2 separate regions of the Hordeum vulgare genome follow, and region 1 is linked to region 2. A link is a contact called in public Hi-C data. All regions are on one chromosome and are shown on one strand. Each heading gives the region's core, a stretch centred on a gene start, on an enhancer-like site or on the middle of the called end of the contact. The rest is flanking DNA. Distances are from core to core; before and after follow the strand shown. Region 1 holds the start of LOC123444305. Region 2 has its middle 46 kb from the start of LOC123440185.

Region 1 (7,074 bases), core at 202-2,701, 130 kb before region 2:
CTGCCTGTGTACATGTGGACAATGGCCAAGACAAGCAATGTTGTCGTGATGCGTAATATTTATCATGAGCCCTCTCCCCAGACCAGTGAGGTTCCCAGGATAACAGCACAGGATGTCTTGTATGGGCGATTTACATCTGAAGGGACATTCCAAGCAGTGGCATGGAGGTCCAGGATACCTCCCTGCTACACCTACTTGGTGAGCTTCGTCGTGGCAAGGACAGACAAGCACGCGGTGCTCGGTAAGAAGCGGTCTCGGCAGGAGAGGATTTGATGTAAAATGCAATAATGTATTGCTAATGTGATTGCAAGTCATAGCTTGCTGCCTTGCCAAAAAAAAAAAAAACTGCACTGTACCTCTTTTTTATCAGTGCGGTACATCTCCTCACTTATGTGTAGCAGCTTGCTCCATGGATCTCCAGTTATATCTCCACAAGCTGAGTACTGAACTTCAGTCCACGCTCAGCACACAGCATAACCGTCTGGTAGAACTGCTTACAAGCCAGAGTGACAGAACCATTTTATCTGCAAGGCATGCTGACAGAGAAAACCAGTAGGAAGAAAGAGGTGTTACTGATACAAAACCCTTACAGTTAGTAGTCCAACACTACAGAAGAGCAGAAGCTTTTTACAAGATTTTTTGGCGATTGTACCGTTTTCTGCGAAATTACCGCATTGCAAATATAGTCTTATATGTAAGGGAAGTATGCTCAGTACAATGCAACATCAATTCAGCGCACATATTTGATATGTTCTAACTTCTAAGCTAGGTGAAGCCTGACCCATACGCAACACAAACTCTATTATTTCAGTCAATTTGTTTATCGTGTTTCTTACTTTCCAGCCCAAATGAAATTGTTAGTTGCGTACTGGAATAGCATGAGAATTTCTAGGTAGTAGCTTTCTTTACCAAGAAAGCATATACATAGTGTTCCAAGGATCAAATACGTAGGCAGAAATAAGGTATTCCAAGGATCCTCAGTTAACTCGGTGAACAGACATGGATTTCAAAACAAGGATCACATCAAGCATAACCAGGGACCGTTATTGACATACTACTAGAACGACATTTATGGTAGTCTTGCCCTAGCTATCCAATCTGACAAGATCGCGGAATCGCACAACGAATCCGCCACACTCCTGCTAGACCCGCGCTAATTACCAATAAGGCCGTCGCAGAGGTCGGGAAGGGAGGACGGGCCGAGGAAGCAGGGCAGGTCGGGGTCGAGATCCGGGGCGGCGGCGGCGGCGGTCTTGTGGGCGAGCTCCACCGTGCGGTCAAGGAGGCTGCGTGGCAGGAGCTCCGCTGTCGGGGGCAGTCGCTGGTGGCGCTGCAACCACCACGCGACCGCGGCCGCCCTTGCCGCGCCTCCGCTGATGGCGCTCCCTGGCATCGGATTGCCTTGCTTCGCGGACGCCGCGAGCGATACTCCGAGAGGGTGGGGAAAGCGGGCCTTGACGCGAGGAAGAGCCGAACGAAGAAGAAGGTACAAGGTTAGCCCAGATCTACAGGCCCTTTATGGGCCCATATTATCTGTATGGGCCAAATGCTATCCATCTTTCTCTCTCAAACAAAAATAAAATGCTACCGTCCCTTAAAAAAAATGATAACCTCTGTTTATATTTTTCTCAATGAATTCCAGTTTTACCCGTCCCCCTACTTAAACATTTGTTTTACACAAATTACCACTTTCAACATTTTTTTCATCTACATTATCCCATTTAGCAAAAAAATGTGAGTTTGTTGAGCGAAAGGTTTGACAGTATTTACGCCATTTAGCAATCTATCAGGCACGTATTGATTGTTAGGGACACGTGGTGTGTCATGTCGCAATTTCCCTCTCGCCATTTCACCCGCGCTTACAAGGGGTATTTTTCTCTTTTTTGAGAAACTTGCTGAATGGGGCAATCCGGATGAAAATATGTTAATGTGATAATTAGCTTGAAAATACCAAACTAGGGAGGTTTAAAGTAGACTTCACTCTTTTTTTCATAAAATAAAGATTATTCTTTATTTTATGACATGAATCTGTTGCACTTTATTGAGGTTTGAAAATATTTATATCATGCAAAGCATCAAGAAATATAAGACTTGGAGGATCACCCCTCTTGCTGAAATATAAAACTTGGAGGATCACTCCTCTTGTTAGATTATACGCCATATGGTTCGCCTCCCTAGACAGTATTGCAAGGAGGTGGGACCAACCCTTCGAGCAAGCAAGCATCGTTCAACCTAAATCGCCATATACAAGCACCATATTTTGATCGGTCCATTGCATACCTCAACTAGTCCCATTGAACTAGACTCAACAGTCATTGGCAAAGAGTCAAGTTTTTCCAATATAGCTCCCTCGGTAGGGCTATGCTTCGGCGATTGTAGCATCCAGAACATGATGTACCAATCAAGTAGCATCGACGGTAGCTAGGCCATGATCATCACGAAGTACTCTCGTCATGACACCTGAGCCATCGGAAAAGTATGAGCCATCTATATTAAGCTTGTTTGAACCCATGTTAGGCACATGCCACATTATTTCATGTGACTATGTTGTAGTTAAAGATGTATATAGTTCATGTTGATGGCTTGTATCGCAAATACCGTTCTCATCGTCAACGCAATATGTTCCCCTTAGAAGCCTCACACCTTTGCCACCATATATATGTATCAGTCCCCGCCCGCTATCAACTTGTAGACTGAGTTGACCAAGAATAGAAGATCTCATCGATTGAAGTCACGGGGTTTGTCCAAGAACAACAACCCGGATATGTCCAAAAAAGAGCTATATTAACAATTTCATCAAATCCTCAAGCTTGCCAAACTCATGTTGCCCTCTTACAAGTGAAGATCATGTGACATATATCTTAAATTGCAATGCATATGAGTAGGGATTATGCAGATACCTTGATGTCTCTGACTGCAAGGACCCCATACTTGGAATAGTGTCATGTAGAACTCTCTAAAAAAGAAAATCCAACTCTAGGTCATGATGATACACTTAAACCTTTTTATACACTTTTGTGCGCGTGATTAATTCAACCCGGTGCCGAACTTCTATCCGAGTCGCAACCAACATGTATGGTCACTGGCCAAATGAAATTCCTCATAAGTTTAATTCGCTAATTACGGTGGCATGGTATGCCTTGTTATGCTCGTTGTGGCTATGTAAAGTTGACATGATTTTTATGATAAATTGTATCTTATGCAGGTTATCTATCAATGCATGCACTGGCTTCGTCCATTCTCTTACTTGTATGAAGCAGGTGGTCAAGGATGTGTTTGTCCCACATGAGTGGCAACATAGTTTATGGATATATCATCCATTCAAATTGTCTTTGGCTAGTTTCAGTCTTATTTGACTTTCTAGTATCCCATTTTTGTGTATGTGTTAGCATACTATACTGGTGTAGGTTTATTATGTTTTGTATCCTCTTGACCATATTCTGAGTTAGTACAAATGGACATTATTATCTCAAAATTTATAAAACTTGTAACTTTGTGACTATTTTTTTTGAATATATCCAGGCAGGGGAACTCCTCCAAGATGATTCCTCGAAAAAATATTGAAAAGAAACATTCCTTCACTTCTCATGCTGTCTCCGGTCTACAAAGACAGGCCTAGTTGGAAAGGGCAAAATTGACAAAAATGACCCCTGGGACGAAAGAACTCACGGATTGACCCCTCGGGAGAAATAATTCACCGGCCTGCCCCTTTTGTGTGGCGCCCGACACCTAGGCGCCACACTGTACTGTGTGACGCCTAGAGGTTAGGCGCCACACCCCCGACCACGTGGCAGGGAGGGCCCCACCCCCAGGCAGTGTGACGCCTAAGCCTCAGGCGTCACACATTGTAATGTGTGGCGCCTGACCCTTAGGCGCCACACACTGACTTACAGAGCCACGGGCCAGCCCCCTCCCCACCCCCCTCCCCACCCCCTCCCTCATTCCCCTCCCCCAGCCCCTCTCCCAGCCACTGCCCCCTCCCTCAAATCCTTCTCTACATCACCAAATCTGAAGGTTTGGAGCGGGCATTTGTTGTCCAATCACTCCCCTAAGGTAATCCCCACCTCTCCCCTCATTCTCATCCAAAGGAAAATCTTTTGTGTTCTTTTTTTTGCAAATTTGAGGAAACCCTAGTTTTTCATGAAATGTGGGATGTATATCATATTGTTTTATTTGTTTGTAAGTTAGGATAAGGGGTATGATGGGGTTAGGATTAGGGTTGTTTGGATGTGTGCATTATGGTTGTTTTAGGGTTAGGCTAGGGTTAGGCCATGGTTAGGCTAGGGTTAGGGATGTTTGGTTGTGTTAGGGTTATGAGGGGGTTAGGGTTATTTGGAAGTTAGGCTATGGTTATTGTAATTGTATGATTGCTCATAAAAAGGTTCTAACTCCGATGAGGCCGCACTCCAGCGCAGCGCCGAGAGAGCTTCAACACAGCGCCAGCAGCCCGTCGCAGCTTTGGTCATGCTTCATTGCACCCGCGACACCGACAGGCTGTGCTCCAACGCAGCGCCGGCGACCCGTCGCGGCTCCGACCATGCTTCATTGCAGCCACGACACCGACATGAAGTGCTCGAACGCAGCAACGATGACCCGTCGCAGTTCCGACCATGCTTCTTTGCAACCGCGATGCTCCATTGTAGCGCCGCCGACCCGTTGCAGCTCCGGCATGCAGCTCCGCTACTCTGTAGCTCCGTCAAACCTGCACAGCACCACACCGCTGCACTGCAGCTCCGCCGTCGTTACAACACAGCCACTTGCAGCTCCGCCGTCCGTCGAGAGCAGGGAGGACGCCACACCGCGTGAGCTGTGTGGGAGCAACCCCGTCTCCGACAAGATCGATCGGTTGCAGCACTCCTCTCTCAGCAGCACCGGCGCATTGCAATACCAGCCATGGTGGAGCATCGTTGCTGACTAGTAGAGGTCGGTGTTGTGCATATCTCCTCCGTTGTGCAGCAATGGCGGAGATCCCCTCCCCACTTCTCCCATGGATTGCAGTTGGGGAGCAAAAGGTGCGGGCCAAATTAGAGGGGCCATGCTTAGCTGCGGTGGCTAACACCAGCTCGCAGCGCGGCGACTGCATCCATGGCAGATGTGTAGCAGCAGGAGAGCGTGTAGGTTGCAAAGAGAGATGAGGGGAAAAGAAGGAAGAAGATGAGTGGTAAGAACAGCTTGGGAAAAGATACGGCAAGGTGGAAGAGCGGTGGGTGTGCCTCACAAGTGCACGTGTCAAGCAGGAGAGGGGGCTTACAAAATAAAGAAATCAGCTGGTAGATTTTAATCTATTTTCATTGGCTAGTGGTCTTCAACTTCAACCTCGTATGGTTGCTTTGTAATTGTATGATTAGCATATCCATCTTTCCAACGGCAAAATTGACAAAAATGACCCCTGGGACGAAAGAACTCACGGATTGACCCCTCGGGGGAAATAATTCACCGGCCTGACCCTTTTGTGTGGCGCCCGACACCTAGGCGCCACACTGTACTGTGTGACGCCTAGAGGTTAGGCGCCACACCCCCGACCACGTGGCAGGGAGGGCCCCACCCCCAGGCAGTGTGACGCCTAAGCCTCAGGCGTCACACATTGTAATGTGTGGTGCCTGACCCTTAGGCGCCACACACTGACTTACAGAGCCACGGGCCAGCCCCCTCCCCACCCCCCTCCCCACCCCCTCCCTCATTCCCCTCCCCCAGCCCCTCTCCCAGCCACTGCCCCCTCCCTCAAATCCTTCTCTACATCACCAAATCTGAAGGTTTGGAGCGGGCATTTGTTGTCCAATCACTCCCCTAAGGTAATCCCCACCTCTCCCCTCATTCTCATCCAAAGGAAAATCTTTTGTGTTCTTTTTTTTGCAAATTTGAGGAAACCCTAGTTTTTCATGAAATGTGGGATGTATATCATATTGTTTTATTTGTTTGTAAGTTAGGATAAGGGGTATGATGGGGTTAGGATTAGGGTTGTTTGGATGTGTGCATTATGGTTGTTTTAGGGTTAGGCTAGGGTTAGGCCATGGTTAGGCTAGGGTTAGGGATGTTTGGTTGTGTTAGGGTTATGAGGGGGTTAGGGTTATTTGGAAGTTAGGCTATGGTTATTGTAATTGTATGATTGCTCATAAAAAGGTTCTATGTTTTGTTGTTTAGGTATGGGAAGAACATGTGTTTATGTTCATCACGTGGACAAGGATGCCTTTTTAAAAGGCAATATTGATCCGGACCCGGATGAGCTTGACATGGTGTTCGATTTGTGTCCTAGCTATGCTGAATTGTTGGAACAAGTCCGAAAGGATTTGAATTGGATGGACCCTAGTGATGTAGTTGAGTTTGCTGGTAGGCATAATGTGGGATTCGGAATGCACATTCGTTGGAAGACCATGCGTGTCAACTCCGGGCAATGTTGGCTTGCATACAAGGATACGGTGGCCGAATCACTAGACAAGGCTCTAGAGTTATTTGCCATGAAAACAAATGTTCCTAACTTGTTGGATTTGAACCGGGTTTCCTCTTCGATTGTTGAAGCTATTCCTGCAACCATCAACGAAGAGGCCAGCATTGAACCTCTTTCTTGTGTGTATGAGGCTAACGAAGAGGTCAACATTGAACATGAACCATTGGTAGAGGCTAATTATGAGCACTATGATGATGGTAATGTTCTTCATGACAACAATCTTGGTGATTTGGACAAATATAATTTGCAAGAGACAATGGACCATTCCATTCCGTACTCACGTGGGTATGCCTCTGAGTCTGACGATGAGGGTCCCGATTAAGAAGTTGATGAGGAAGGGTTCACGGCAAAGGAGGCTGAAGCTTTCACGAAGGTATTAAAGCGTGATCACCGGACACCATTGTTCGAGGATCTTAGCCTTGCGGATGAAGCCGTGGTTGACGGAGGCGAAGGCATATTGTTTGGAGTTAGGCCACCTTCTCATCGGGACACACATGGGAAGATTATTTTTTTTGCCGGGGTCAAAGTTCGAAACATTCTTTGAACTGAAGATGTGGTTGGATGAATATTCTGTTACGCATTACAGGCCACACAAAGTTGTTCATTCAAACATGAAGCTGCATTACACG
Region 2 (6,384 bases), core at 1,496-3,995:
AATTATTAACCTAGAGAAATGTTGTTCTCCTTGGTGCTCAGGCAATCAAAAGATATGCTCCCTCATATTTACAACAACAATTAATATGGATGGGAATAAACTTGTAGTTGGATGATTAAAGCATCTATAATCGGATCCTTCACACCCGTTTCAAACGCCCGGTCAGGCCGTCCGGTCACTGACTGGTCACAAAAAATTGATCCAACCGGGCCTCTCAAACCAGCTTCAAATGCCCGGGCTGATCGACACCCCTCACGTTCTTTCCAAATATGGGGTGGATATGGGGGCTCCTGGACGTGACTCGGCACTCTTGCCACGTCCGCCTCACGATGGGGCCACATGCGGATTCGTCCGGAAACCCAACGATCCAACAAACGCCTCCTGTGTCGTTGCAGTGTGAACACCGTGTGGCACCGCATCGGCGGGCCACGTAATCCCTACCCCGGCTATTAAAGCTAACCATCGTCACCAAAACCCTACCCCTCCACATTTTCCTCCTCCCGTCTCCCGCAGTCATCAGCCATGCCCCCATTTCGCCGCCACTACACACCAGAGCACCAGCTTTGGCTCGTTGATTAGGTCCGGATCCAGAGGGCTGCGCGGCTATCTCTGGACCTAGAGGAGGAGGGGTAGAGGAGGAAGAGGAGTAGGAGCCGACAGAGGATGTGACGGAGGAGGAGGAGAAGGAGGAGGAGGCTCCGAAGCTGGATGTGGGGGGGGGGGAGGAGGCATCGACTCTGCAGGAGGACATGGATCTGCGGGCGGAGCGGCATGCCATCCTGGACTCCATCCACTCGGAGTCGGCTCCGTAGGCCACACGTCTTTGTCTACAGGAGATGGAGGCGGGGCGGGTTGCGACGGAGGCGACGCAGGCTGCGAAAGTGATCTTTTGTTGATGTTTACGTGAATTATGCCCGTTTAGTATTCGTTTATATGTTCGTTTCCTGTCGCTTTTGATCGTTTGGTGATCTACGTACTATGTTGCATGGATATAGGGTGCCGATATGAGGTAGGTGGGTGTGGAGGCACAGATTTAGGGAGTGCTCGGTGAGTGTCGACGGATGCATCCGGGCACGTCCGCTGGCATTTGAGGTGTCGGATTTGCCAAGTCCGGTTATAGATGCTCTAACTGGCCAGGCCTGAAATAATACATTCTACAACCGGACACCTCAAATATGATATCTCAAATACATACAAACTCATGCAACTACTACGTCGATGCATTACACACATCGTCCGGCTACTCCATCACTACTAACGTGTCATTGGGCTACCAAAATTTCACATGTTTAGCTATGCCGGACATAATCCAGGGCTGTCCTTCCCCTTCCCGGAGCCCTTGCCACCCTTCTTGTGGAAGTACCAGTCGAAGACAAAGTACAGATCAAGCCGGATCCGCTCGTCATCGGAGTTGTCCTTACCGTCGTTGACCTCCTTCTCCACCTTCGGTGGCAATACGACCATTTTACATACCGCCCGATTATGCTCTCGAGGCGCGTGCACGCGTGTTACTCCACTTTCGTTTCTTTAAAATGCGGGCGCGAATGGCTTTCTCTTCTGCGGCTGCCCGTGCCGCCGCATCAGCCGCCGCCATTTCCTCCATGATACGGGCCTCGGCGGTAATTATCCTCTCCTTCCCACGGCGGGAAGCCCGTTCCCAGTGGGACTCACTGTCTGGCGGACCGGTGATGGGGAAGGAGAGATTTTTCAGCCGCCGGGATCGCGATGGTCCAGCCCTTGAGGACCCGGGCACGTGTTGAGCTGACACGATGGAGTCACGGCGGACATATTCTGCAGCCGATCGGGCGTTGTCCTCACGTGAGCGGCGAAACGCATTGTGGACCGCCGTTGCCTCCTCCAACCTGCAGGAGATGACACCCCACTCGATGCATCCGGACTGGTCGGGGTCAGATCCGCCGCCCTCCATGCTAGAGAAGGCCAGAGATCACCGGAGGTGAGCTTGGGTGACGGATGGAAGTGTAGGGGGGGAGTGAAGTGAAGTGGCTAGGGTTTGGCCCGGCGAGCCGATGATGACATATATATATATGGGGTCGATGCAGGACAACACGAGCCATGCGGACGTGGCGGGTGTGCCCGAGCGCCCCATATCTGCCTCATATTTGGGATGGATATGGGGAGTGTCGGTCAACCCGTTTGAGGGCCCGACTGGGTTGATTTTTTGCTATCCATCAGTGACCGGGCGGCCAGGCCAGACGTTTGAGATACACATGAAAGGTCTGACTATAGATGCTTTTAGAGGGACCGTGGTTTCTTCAACCTATCAGAGTTCAAGTCTTGGTGTTCGTATTATTTTCCTGAATTTATTTTAAGATTTCTAGCTATGCACATTTAGTGGAAGGAGATGTTTTCGTGAATGACGAGGCGTCTACAGTGAGTGCGTAAATCTTAAAATGATATGCAAGATCAGTCTTTTAAAAATGCTTACAAAGATAAGTTGTATGTGTGTACGTTTATAAGGATGAGTGTATTTGCTTTTATGGAATGCTCGTACTGCGTTTACAAAAACAATTAATACCGATAGGAGTAGCAGATCTATTAGTTTTTTTTATAATTGTAAGTTTTTGTTGGTAGCTTAGCAGATTTAGTAGTTTTTTATACCGAAACGTTGGCATTCTAGAGATAGATCGCTAGCTTAAAACGAGGTCCACAAGTAATGTGAGCACAAGTGGATCTCAAAGAATATCATGTCGTCCTCGACCAATTGCTTTGGCACCATCCGATGGTGGCCGTGCTATCGAGCTGTCAAAGTCGCGCAAATACAATCACAGCTCGGCCGAAAGTAACATGTCTGTCCCCCGCATGAAAAAAAAGTAACATGTCTTCGAAGCAAAATCATGGCTTTCACGAAGATAAAAACATACCTTTTACAGAAGTAAAATCATACTTCTCTTAAAGAAAAAAATTACGTTTTTCCCTGTTTTTGGGAGATACGACCGTGCCTTCATTGAAGCATAATCGTACCTTTTAGAAAAACAAAACCGTGCCTTTTGTAAAAAATCAAAAAACACGTTTTATTCGTTTTCGAGGAGCACGATCATGCCTCTCGCATAAATAAAACTGTGGCTTTCGCAGAAGCAAAATCATTTCTCTCGTGAAAAAAAATAGAAAACACATTTTTTTCATTTCCAAGAGGCATGACCGTGCCTTTCACGAACGCAAAACCGTGCCTCTCGCAAAAATAAATAAATAAATAAACGCGTTTTTCCCGTTTCCAAGAGGCATGACCGTGCCTCTCACGAAAGCAAAAAACGTACCTCTTGAAAAAAACTTGCGTTTTTTGCAAAAAAAAAGAGATTTTGTTCCATCAAAAATCTAAAAAAGACCGGTGAAAAACCAAAACACACACAAAAAAACCTGAAAAGTCAAAAACGCGTGCGGAAAATTAAAAAAAGAAATCTGAAGGGAACACTCAGAATGTGACATGTGACGGCGGCTAAACACGCGTCAAGTGATGACGCGTGGGAGTGATCGTTGAGAGATTTTCTAAGGAATGCTCGTTAACTAGTTGTTCCTTCTTTTAAAATCATTAATTTTATTTGTCTAGCAATGTGTATATAGTTAGGCTATTGCTCAAGAGCCTTCTTCCTTTGCTTTTTTACATCTCTCGTCTGCATAGAGAAAAATACCATGTAATTGGGTTATAAGCTTAGTATTGTATTTGTTGTTATCGTAATACTCAAGCTGACGCTGATGAGAGCGGTGCAACTTGGCGCCTGCCATCTCATCAATTATTTACAGCAAAATTTTCAAGTATAAATTCACCTTGAGGTGCTACTTGGTGTTACATAAACAGTTGTAGATCTCATCAAGCCGTATGCACTAGCTTCTCCGAGGAACTCCGAGGAAATAAAGCCACTGAGGTCGACGGTCTTATGGTTTGAAAGATTCCAAAGGCAGAAAAAGTAGGAAATGCATGGGGGGTCGGACATCAGGACACGTTGAATCACAGAGAAACGAATTTTTTGATGAAGTTAGACTGAATCAAAATTCATACAAGTTTACACACAAAAATCCATGGATTTTCCCATGTACAAATCATATAAAACGATACAGGAACCAGCTGCCTCTGCAATAATCACCATCAATCTTTCCCCTCCTCCGGGTTGGATAGGAATAGGTGGAATCCCTTCGGCATCGCCACCACCACACCCCCTTCCTCCTCCTCACCTCGCCGTCGCATGAGGAGACCTGCTGACGAAGTCCAGGCCGGCTCCATGGAAGGGGTGTGTGTGTGTGGGGGGGGGATCTCATAGGGAGGCTTGCGGGCGGATCTGGCAAGCACGGACATGCACGCGTATTGCGCAAGCGCGGCTTCGACGCGGATCCAGTGGCCCGTGAGGAGGAAGGCGTGACGGTGGACTCGCGACGACCATAAGCACCACGACAACAGCAGGGGTGATGCGCGGGCGTGGCGGGACATGTGGCACGGTGGGCGCACGTGGAGGTTCTAACAGTCTCGAACCAATGCTCGAGAAAATTCCTATTTTATTTCATTGTCGCCGAGTGATTTATTTGGTTGTCACATTCATCATCACATCATTCGCATCATCCGTATTGCATCGGCACTCCATTGCTGTCATTTTTCAAAACTTGCATCCGTTGTTAGTTGTCAGTTCTCTCCGTTGTTATCGTTGACCGTTTCGGGACCAACCACACACGCACGCGCCCGCGACATCATTAAATATTGTTTTTAAAAATATGTATGCAACTTTTTCAGAATGTGTTGAAAGTTGGTGTGCGATTTTATTTCAAGATAGGTAGACCCCGTGCCAAATTTCATCGCATTCGTAGGTCCTTTGCTACCACAACGGATAACTATAGCGGCACTAATAGCCTGTCAAATTGTGAAACGTTTTCGGTGTTTAAAAAACCTGTGACGGGCTTCCTAACCTCTCTCTCTTCTTGGCCTAGCCACCTCTACATAACGTACCCAGCCCACCTAGCCTACCCCTATGCTTCGGACCGCCGGATCGAGTTCTGACGGTCCAAAAACGGACTAAACCCCCTAAGCTAGCCTCCCTTGCTATATATAGACACCCATCCTGCCATTTTCGACCTAACCCTAATCCTTCCTAGAATTTCGTGCCTCCCCAACCCCCAGATGCCACGTGAGCCAACCTCCTCCCTCTCAATCGCCGGGCCCGCCGAGCCCATCTGAGGCCCGCTCGGGCCCGAATCAAACCCGCCGCCGCCCGAGATCCTCCATCCCGCGCCTCGTGCCTCCCCTGCGTGCCTTCGTCGCCCAACCGCACGCCTCCCTTGCCGGCATGCGCAGCCGCTTGGTTGTTAGACCCTGCCGCGACCCCGTCGGTCCCCTGCACCGCGAGCGCTCGTCGGAGCCTCGCCGAACGAGCCCAGTGCCCGCCATGGCCACCCAAGTCACCAGCCACCGCCGGCCTCCGGTTGCTGCGTCCATCCAGATCCGTCGAGCACCACGCCACCCGCCCGCCCCGATCCGGCCAGGGACGACCTCCCATGCCTGTTCCTCGCCTCCCTGTCCCTTCCCCCGTCCTCGCATCGACGGGATCCCCGAGTGCTGCCGCCCTCGTCATCAACTGCCATGCGTGCCTGCATCGAGCGCTGCCCGCCCGCGTTGACCAGATGAGCCGCTCGCCCGCGCCTCCTAGCTCGGTCATCGCACGTGGGTCGCGCCAGTGATGTCCCACAAGCGTATGGGATCGCAGCAGTTTTCGAGGGTAGAGTATTCAACCAAATATATTTATTCGCTCACAAGGGGAAGCTAAAGGATATTCTCAAGTATTAGCATCTAAACGTGTCAGATTCAACCACACCTGGAAGATTAGTGTGTGCAAGCAAAGTATCAGTAGCAAGGTAGTATGATAACAACGAAGCCAGAAACGATCTGGTGACAAGGCAGACTATTCCTAACTGTCGTATCAATGGCGCCAGTAAAAGCTTTGACAATCCCCAGCAAAGGTGCCAGGAAAAGCCCTGTTGACGGGATGTTATCGCCAACAAAATCTTGCAACAAGTAACAACGGAGTAGCAAGGAACAGTAGTAGTAGCAGCAGCAAAGTGGCCCAATCCCTCTTGTAGCAAGGGACAAGCCTAGGCAAAGTAACGTAGCGAGAACCAGTAGTAAAAGACTCGTAGGCAGTGGATCGGTGATGGATGAGTGTGACGGATGTGATTCATCATGTAACACCTATAACACGGAGAGATATGTGGCTAGCTCCCGTTCATCAATCTAATGTAGGCATGTATTCCGTTTGTAGTCATACGTGCTTAGGGAAAAGAACTTGCATGACATCTATTGTCCATCCCTCCCGCGGCAGCGGGGTCCTAATGGAAACTACGCGATATTAAGGTTCTCCTTTTAATAAGAACCGGACCAACACATTA

The links. A called contact is a pair of places that touch in the nucleus more often than the background predicts.
Region 1: a Hi-C map of leaf shows a contact between it and region 2, with 2.1 times the contacts expected there. The contact joins the promoter of LOC123444305 here to the enhancer-like site in region 2.

The regions. Positions count from the first base shown.
Region 1 is chr3H:466,638,427-466,645,500 of MorexV3_pseudomolecules_assembly, reverse strand. LOC123444305 reads right to left here and starts at 1,451. Exons shown (of 1, transcript XM_045120989.1): 1 at 949-1,451. The coding sequence starts at 1,393. The coding sequence ends at 1,154. It overlaps LOC123444304 (disease resistance protein RGA2-like), which reads left to right. Exons shown (of 1, transcript XM_045120988.1): 1 at 1-749. The coding sequence ends at 273. LOC123444306 (a long non-coding RNA gene) reads right to left here and starts at 704. Exons shown (of 2, transcript XR_006630976.1): 1 at 357-704.
Region 2 is chr3H:466,506,557-466,512,940 of MorexV3_pseudomolecules_assembly, reverse strand. No RefSeq gene overlaps it. Among protein-coding and RNA genes, the nearest start is that of LOC123440185, 46 kb to the right of the region's middle. Within about 2 kb of position 2,745, at least 2 of the 3 cell types and tissues checked have open chromatin away from gene starts, as enhancers often do. A contact at or near this core is called in leaf, where this site is marked.